2 separate regions of the Mus musculus genome follow, and region 1 is linked to region 2. The links are chromatin contacts, called in public Hi-C maps. All regions are on one chromosome and are shown on one strand. The core of a region is the stretch at or near the end of the contact, and the rest is flanking DNA. Distances in the headings are between cores, read along the strand shown.

Region 1 (2,802 bases), core at 66-2,565, 300 kb after region 2:
ATAGAGCTTGCTGATATTTAAGTAAAAACAAAAATCATGTCTTACTTGAGTGGGTAAATAGATATTTCTGGTTTTTAATGTTTCTAATACTAATTGGCATTTGAGTCAAAGAAAATAGTTCAAAACTAGGAAATAATATATTTCTAAACATATCAAATACTAATACCAGCAACTCACTTCTGCAAAACAAAATCGTGGGAAAAAAGATTAGAAGGCATTCCAGCCAGATGCAGGAGTGTATACCTATGTCCCAGATACTCTGGAGTCAGAGGCCAAAGGATCTCATGAGCCCAGGAGTTTGGCACCAGCCAGAGCACTAAACCAAGACCTGTATAAAAGTTTCTTTTTTCAGGGGACTGGGAGAATGGCTCAGTCCATAAAGTACTAGCAAGAAGCCCTGAGTTCGATCCCTATTAAAAGCTCTGCGTTGTGACCTGTGCTTGTGATCCCAGCTGAAAGGGCCGATGCACGGGATGCTCAGGCGTAGGCCAGCTGGCCTCGTCCAACTGTGAGCTTCAGGCCACTGGAGAGATCCTTTCTCAAAAAGGTGGATGCCATTCCTTAGAATGACATCTTCCTTTGACCACCACAAGCACAAGCACTGACACATGTACTTACATCCACATATACTCACACACACTTACACACTCACACACTCACGCACACACACTCACGCACTCACGCACACACACTTCTTTTTTTTTTTTTTTTTTTTTTTAGAAAAATGTAGTCTAAAGTCCCCAAAGCCAGTAGCTTGAAAGCCACATAGCCTGTAGTCATAGCTACATTACTTTTGATAGTGAGTGATGGCTGTTTATAAATGATTGCATTGAATTCTTTTATTTAAAATTACTCTTTTTTCATAGGTAAACTAGCATGTTAAATACTTTTCTATTATTAATGATCGGTTTGGAGGTTAATCTGAATGTTGTTTCCTATTTGGAAACTCGGGTGTTACTCAGCAGTTGCAATTGAAGTTGAGGAAAAGTGTACAATGAACAGGCATTTGTTCCTAAAAACTTATCAGAGGGAATTAAATGAGCATCAGAAAGGACGTAACAGGGTTAGAAATCAGTGTTTGTTCCGAGTAGCCAAGGATGTTACAGACCAAGCCTGCTATAGGGAAGGACCTACAAGGATTTTCTAAATTGAGGTATTTGTCATTTGGATTGGTGTTTTCATACTTTTGTTGTTCTGTGTTATACAATCTCTGTTTCATAAAAATAGCCATGTATGGAGGCTATCATACTGTGGCACTGAGAAATGTGACTAAAAAGTGGTCATTCTCAGTCCTGCCCCTTTTTGTTGGTAGTGGTGTGAGTCACCAGTAGAAACCCCCTGTGCCACTGAGTCAGACATCGTCAGAGTCGGGTACACTCAGAAGTCTGAGAGGCTCTACCAACAACACAGGTTTTTGCTGGTTGGTTGGTTGGTTTTGGTTTTGGGGGGGCAGTGAGTTATTGTTGGGAGATTTCTTTAAAAAAACAAAAACAAAAACCATGAAGCTAACTTTTCCTTTGAGAAGTCACATCTAGGGAAAGCGCTAGGATCAGCAGTATGCACCGAAGGAGGGAGGGAGGGAGGGGGAGAGGAGGGGAGAGGAGGGGAGAGAAGGGGAGAGGAGGGGAGGGGTAGGACTGCACTCCACAGCATCCTTACATGTTGCTTTAATATGTATCTGTTTGTGCAGCTAACATTTCCATCCTTGTTCATGCTTTACAGTGGAGGCTCTGGCTTACTGACTGAGTTGTAATTGCAACACAATTTTAAGCAGGTTATTGGAGAGTATTCTGCAGTGTCACACAGTAGGAGCCAAAGATTCCAATCCTGGCTTTAGATTTTGTCCCCTGCTGCTGCCCAGTCTATGAGAAAGTTGACAAAGTCCACGAACTTTCTAGTTTACTCAGCTGTTAAACACACAGTTTCAAAATAATGTCCCTTTCTTGAAGTTTTAATTAACAAAGCATCTAAAATGAACTCTGCAAAGCTAGAAAATCTATACACATCATTACTGCATTTGTTAATGTGCCTATTCTCTGTCCTGGAAATGGGTAACATTTACACAAACTTTGTCTACCTCAGAGAATGTTGAAACAGTTTCTGGGGATGCTTTGCCTCCACTAAAACTAACAAGAGATTTTATTTTAAAAACTTGACTTAACCCCCAAATGAAATGCTAAAGCAACACTACATATTAGCAGGGGGCTTGGGCTCAGCTCTGATGGGCAGCAGCAGAGTCTCTGTTCAGATTTGCCCCTGTTGCGGCCCACTAAGGAGCTCCCTCTGATTTACAAGATATAAATATATGTGGTAACATATGTGGGAAAAAAAGGAAAGTGCTGAGTATGGAGATTTCACGACTTGATTGGAAGCAGAATGATAATTTTATTTTTCTGGAAGTCTAGTTGGTGCATCCTATCAAAGCCCTCTTTGTCCCTTTTCCAAGTTTGTTCTTGAAAACCATCTTTCATCCTGCTCCCCCATCAGATTGTAGGTGAGGAAGACACAGTCCCGCCCTTGAAAAGCGTATGGCATAATGGAAACTTAACACAGTTACATGGCTAGCTCTGCAATGGCAATGGGCAAGGCCAGGGCCCAGGAGGTCGGACAGTGTGGGACGCCATTCTGGTTATGCCTAAGATTCTGCATGTGTCACGGCTTCTGTGGTCCCTCATGCCATTGCTTTGATCCAAACCTCAATCGGTGCTTGTGGCTCCAATTGTCATGTACCCAGCATTCTGAGTTAGCCAAAAACATGTCTTAAGATGTGTTTATTGCTGAGCAGTGGTGTCAAATGTCTCT
Region 2 (2,835 bases), core at 278-2,777:
TGTTCTGTGATATACAGCATTCTGGTCACTTGCTGCATTCAAGTGATTTATCCATGTCTAAATGCAATCCTGGAAAATCACCAAGTCTTAGGACAGTTTTCCTTTAGAGAAATGAGACATTTCCTTCATTGCTAAAGACTTCTAATTTATATTTTATGAAGACATGTTATAGAGCTTCATTAAGATACTATTACTAGATGAAAAGAAGGATGCTTTTATTACAGGTTAACTATAATAAATCAAGTATTTCCTTTATCAGTTGTAGTCAGAAGATAGTCTCTGTCCTTGTAAGAGAAACCTGCTGTATTCTGGTGTTGAAGTGTATCGCAACACCTCTATCTCACCATTTTTTTTAATTACTACTTTTTTTTATTACTTTACATTTTTAGAGTTTCTTTCTGCTACAGTCTCACCAGTATTTGTTCTTTTCTTAAAGATTTATTAATTACTTTATTTTTATATGTATGAGAGTTTTGCGTACATGTATAGATGTGTGCCATAGGCATGCCTCATATTCATAGAGATCAATGAGGGCATTGATCCTCTGAAACTGGAGTAACAGATGGTTGTGAGCTGCCATGTGGTGCTGGGAATTCAGCCCAGGTTCTCTGCAAGAGCAGTAAATGCTCTTCACACTGAGCCATGGCTCCAGCCCCTGTTGTTTTTCTCTTAATGACTGCTATTCTCTTTGGGTTGAGATCTCAATGTTGTTTTAATTTCCACTTCTATGATGGTTAGTAAGACCACATCCCCATTTCATAGGTTTTATTTATTTATTTTTTCTACTGCATTGGAGTGACCCTGGAGACATGTGCTTCTCTCCGTTCTCCACCCTTCCTTCATCTAGCAGCCCCTGCGCATAGCTTTCTCCTACAGACCCTTCTTGCTTTGTTTATTTCTGACTTCAGTAACTTTCCTGGCTGAAATATGGCTGCCTTTGTTCTTTGTCAACCGAAACTTGAATAATCAGAAAAACTACAACTAACATGTTGCTTTGACAAATTGATTATTAATTTTGCTGCCTTCCTCCTCCCATCCCCCGTTAGCTTCCTACAAGCACTGGCTAGAGCTTTTTAGCTTTCCACTTGAGTAGTAGACTATTTGTATTTTATATTTAATGTTTCTCAAAAGCATTTTCTTATATCTATTTTTGAAGGGTTTTATATTTTCATTGCTGTTTTAAAGCATTAAAATTTTTCATTCATTTCAGTTTTTCTCCATGTTAGCCTCTGTATTTCTGAGCTTGCTTTTCTTTATTGTTAGATTCATTGTTTAGATCTGTCACCTGAGAATGGAAACTATCCTTCATACCGTAAAAGACATGTTTTTCTTTTGTTAATTGGGCATTTCAGAGCTGTTTGACAATAGATAGTTTTATTCAGCTTTTTTTCATAAATTCCACAGGAAAGTGCCTGATTTCCACGGTTTATGGAGGTGTGGACTTGTGCACGGTCTTTCAGGCACTGTTGTATGGGAGTGAGGCACTAACCCTGCCTAGGACCATCCTCTGTGTGCAGGTTTGACTGCTCCGGGTGCTCTGGCTCATGTCTGTGTGTGGAGTCAGCAAAAGACTCATTGTTGAACAATGAACTCAGAACTCAAGAAACATTGGTGTGGTTTTCCCCCCCCCTCATTTAGCATTCTGTGGTTATTTCTCCTGATTTTTTTGGCAAGTGTTGTTTGTGTGTGTCAAACTATGCCACATCAGCCTTAAATTTCTGCTTTGTATAATTCAGCTAGGAATTAGAAAGAAGTATTTATAATCAACTTGTATTCTCTATTTTCCAAACCTAGATTTACTTGTATGATCTCATTTTAATCCCAGCAGCGTTCCCAGGGCCTGCTCTCCTGTTTTGTGCATGGGAGTGATCCAGGTCACGGTCTGGGCAGGCAGGGACCTGGTGCGCAGATCTGCATCTGCTACTTTTTACTTTTGCCTGTGGCTTGTTCCGAAGTGAGTTCTGTCCTTATCACAATGCGCTAACAGTGCGCACTTCCCTGTAGAAGTCAGGAAGAGGAAGTCCCCAGAGTCAGCTGCTCATGGTGGGAGAACCATCCTGGTATGGCTGAATAGGAAATAAAGAGTACTGGCTGCTGAGGCTCTCCTCTGCACAGCAGCTGGGAAAGGTGGTAGGAGGCTGACTGACATCTGATTGGGGACTGCTTTTTTTTTTTTTTTTTTACTTTAACAAATTGCAGGGAAATTAACTTATAAAGAGAAATGGTTTATTGTGACCCATGGTTTTAGAGGGTTCTACTCTATTCTCTTTGTTTCTTTATTGGCTCTGGTGAAGTAGTGTTTCCTGGTGGGAACATGTGTCAGAGGAAAAACACTCAACTCAGACAGAAGGCAAAGGAGAAGAACGGGATTAGTTCATAATGTCCATCATTAAACACATTGCGGGAAGTAGTAACAACTTAGTTGCAGGATATGCTGTAGGAAATAGCTGAGGGATCAAAGCAACAACATGGATGCAGATTGTATTTGAGAATGTATTCCAGTCTAGTAGTGTTTACACTGACCTTGCTGTTTAAGTAACTGAACAGCAGTCTGATCATATACTCTATACACCGGAAGTTGGCATGCTTTTTTTTTTTTTTTTAAAAACTTTTGGAAAGGGACCAAAACATTTTTAGAGTCACTTACCTAACTTCTGTCCATGAGTCCATCTGTCTGTCTATCCTTCCTTCCTTCCTTCCTTCCTTCCTTCCTTCCTTCCTTCCTTCCTTCCTTCCTTCCTTCCCTCCCTTCTTCCTTTCTCCCTCCCCTCCCTCTTTTCCTTCCCTCCTCCTTCCTTTTCTTCCAAACCTAACAGCTGTCCCCCCACCAGCCCA

What was found. A called contact is a pair of places that touch in the nucleus more often than the background predicts.
Region 1: a Hi-C map of tail fibroblasts shows a contact between it and region 2, with 5 times the contacts expected there. The contact joins two enhancer-like sites. A contact is called at or near these places in 1 of 15 datasets of contacts at CTCF or cohesin (the NIH/3T3 cell line), 5 of 484 Hi-C or Micro-C datasets (cortical neurons, embryonic fibroblasts, muscle stem cells and 1 more), 2 of 115 datasets of contacts at active chromatin or transcription factors (the NIH/3T3 cell line and neural progenitor cells) and 1 of 9 other capture datasets (liver).

The regions. Positions count from the first base shown.
Region 1 is chr5:32,054,531-32,057,332 of GRCm38.p6, forward strand. All of the region lies in intron 10 of Babam2 (BRISC and BRCA1 A complex member 2), which reads left to right. Among named protein-coding and RNA genes, the nearest start is that of Gm40277, 34 kb to the right of the region's middle. Within about 2 kb of position 1,316, at least 30 of the 459 cell types and tissues checked have an H3K27ac peak or open chromatin away from gene starts, as enhancers often do. A contact at or near this core is called in the NIH/3T3 cell line, embryonic fibroblasts, muscle stem cells and 1 more, where this site is marked.
Region 2 is chr5:31,756,929-31,759,763 of GRCm38.p6, forward strand. The region is part of intron 3 of Babam2 (BRISC and BRCA1 A complex member 2); the gene reads left to right. Among named protein-coding and RNA genes, the nearest start is that of Babam2, 60 kb to the left of the region's middle. Within about 2 kb of position 1,528, at least 50 of the 459 cell types and tissues checked have an H3K27ac peak or open chromatin away from gene starts, as enhancers often do. A contact at or near this core is called in the NIH/3T3 cell line, embryonic fibroblasts, muscle stem cells and 1 more, where this site is marked.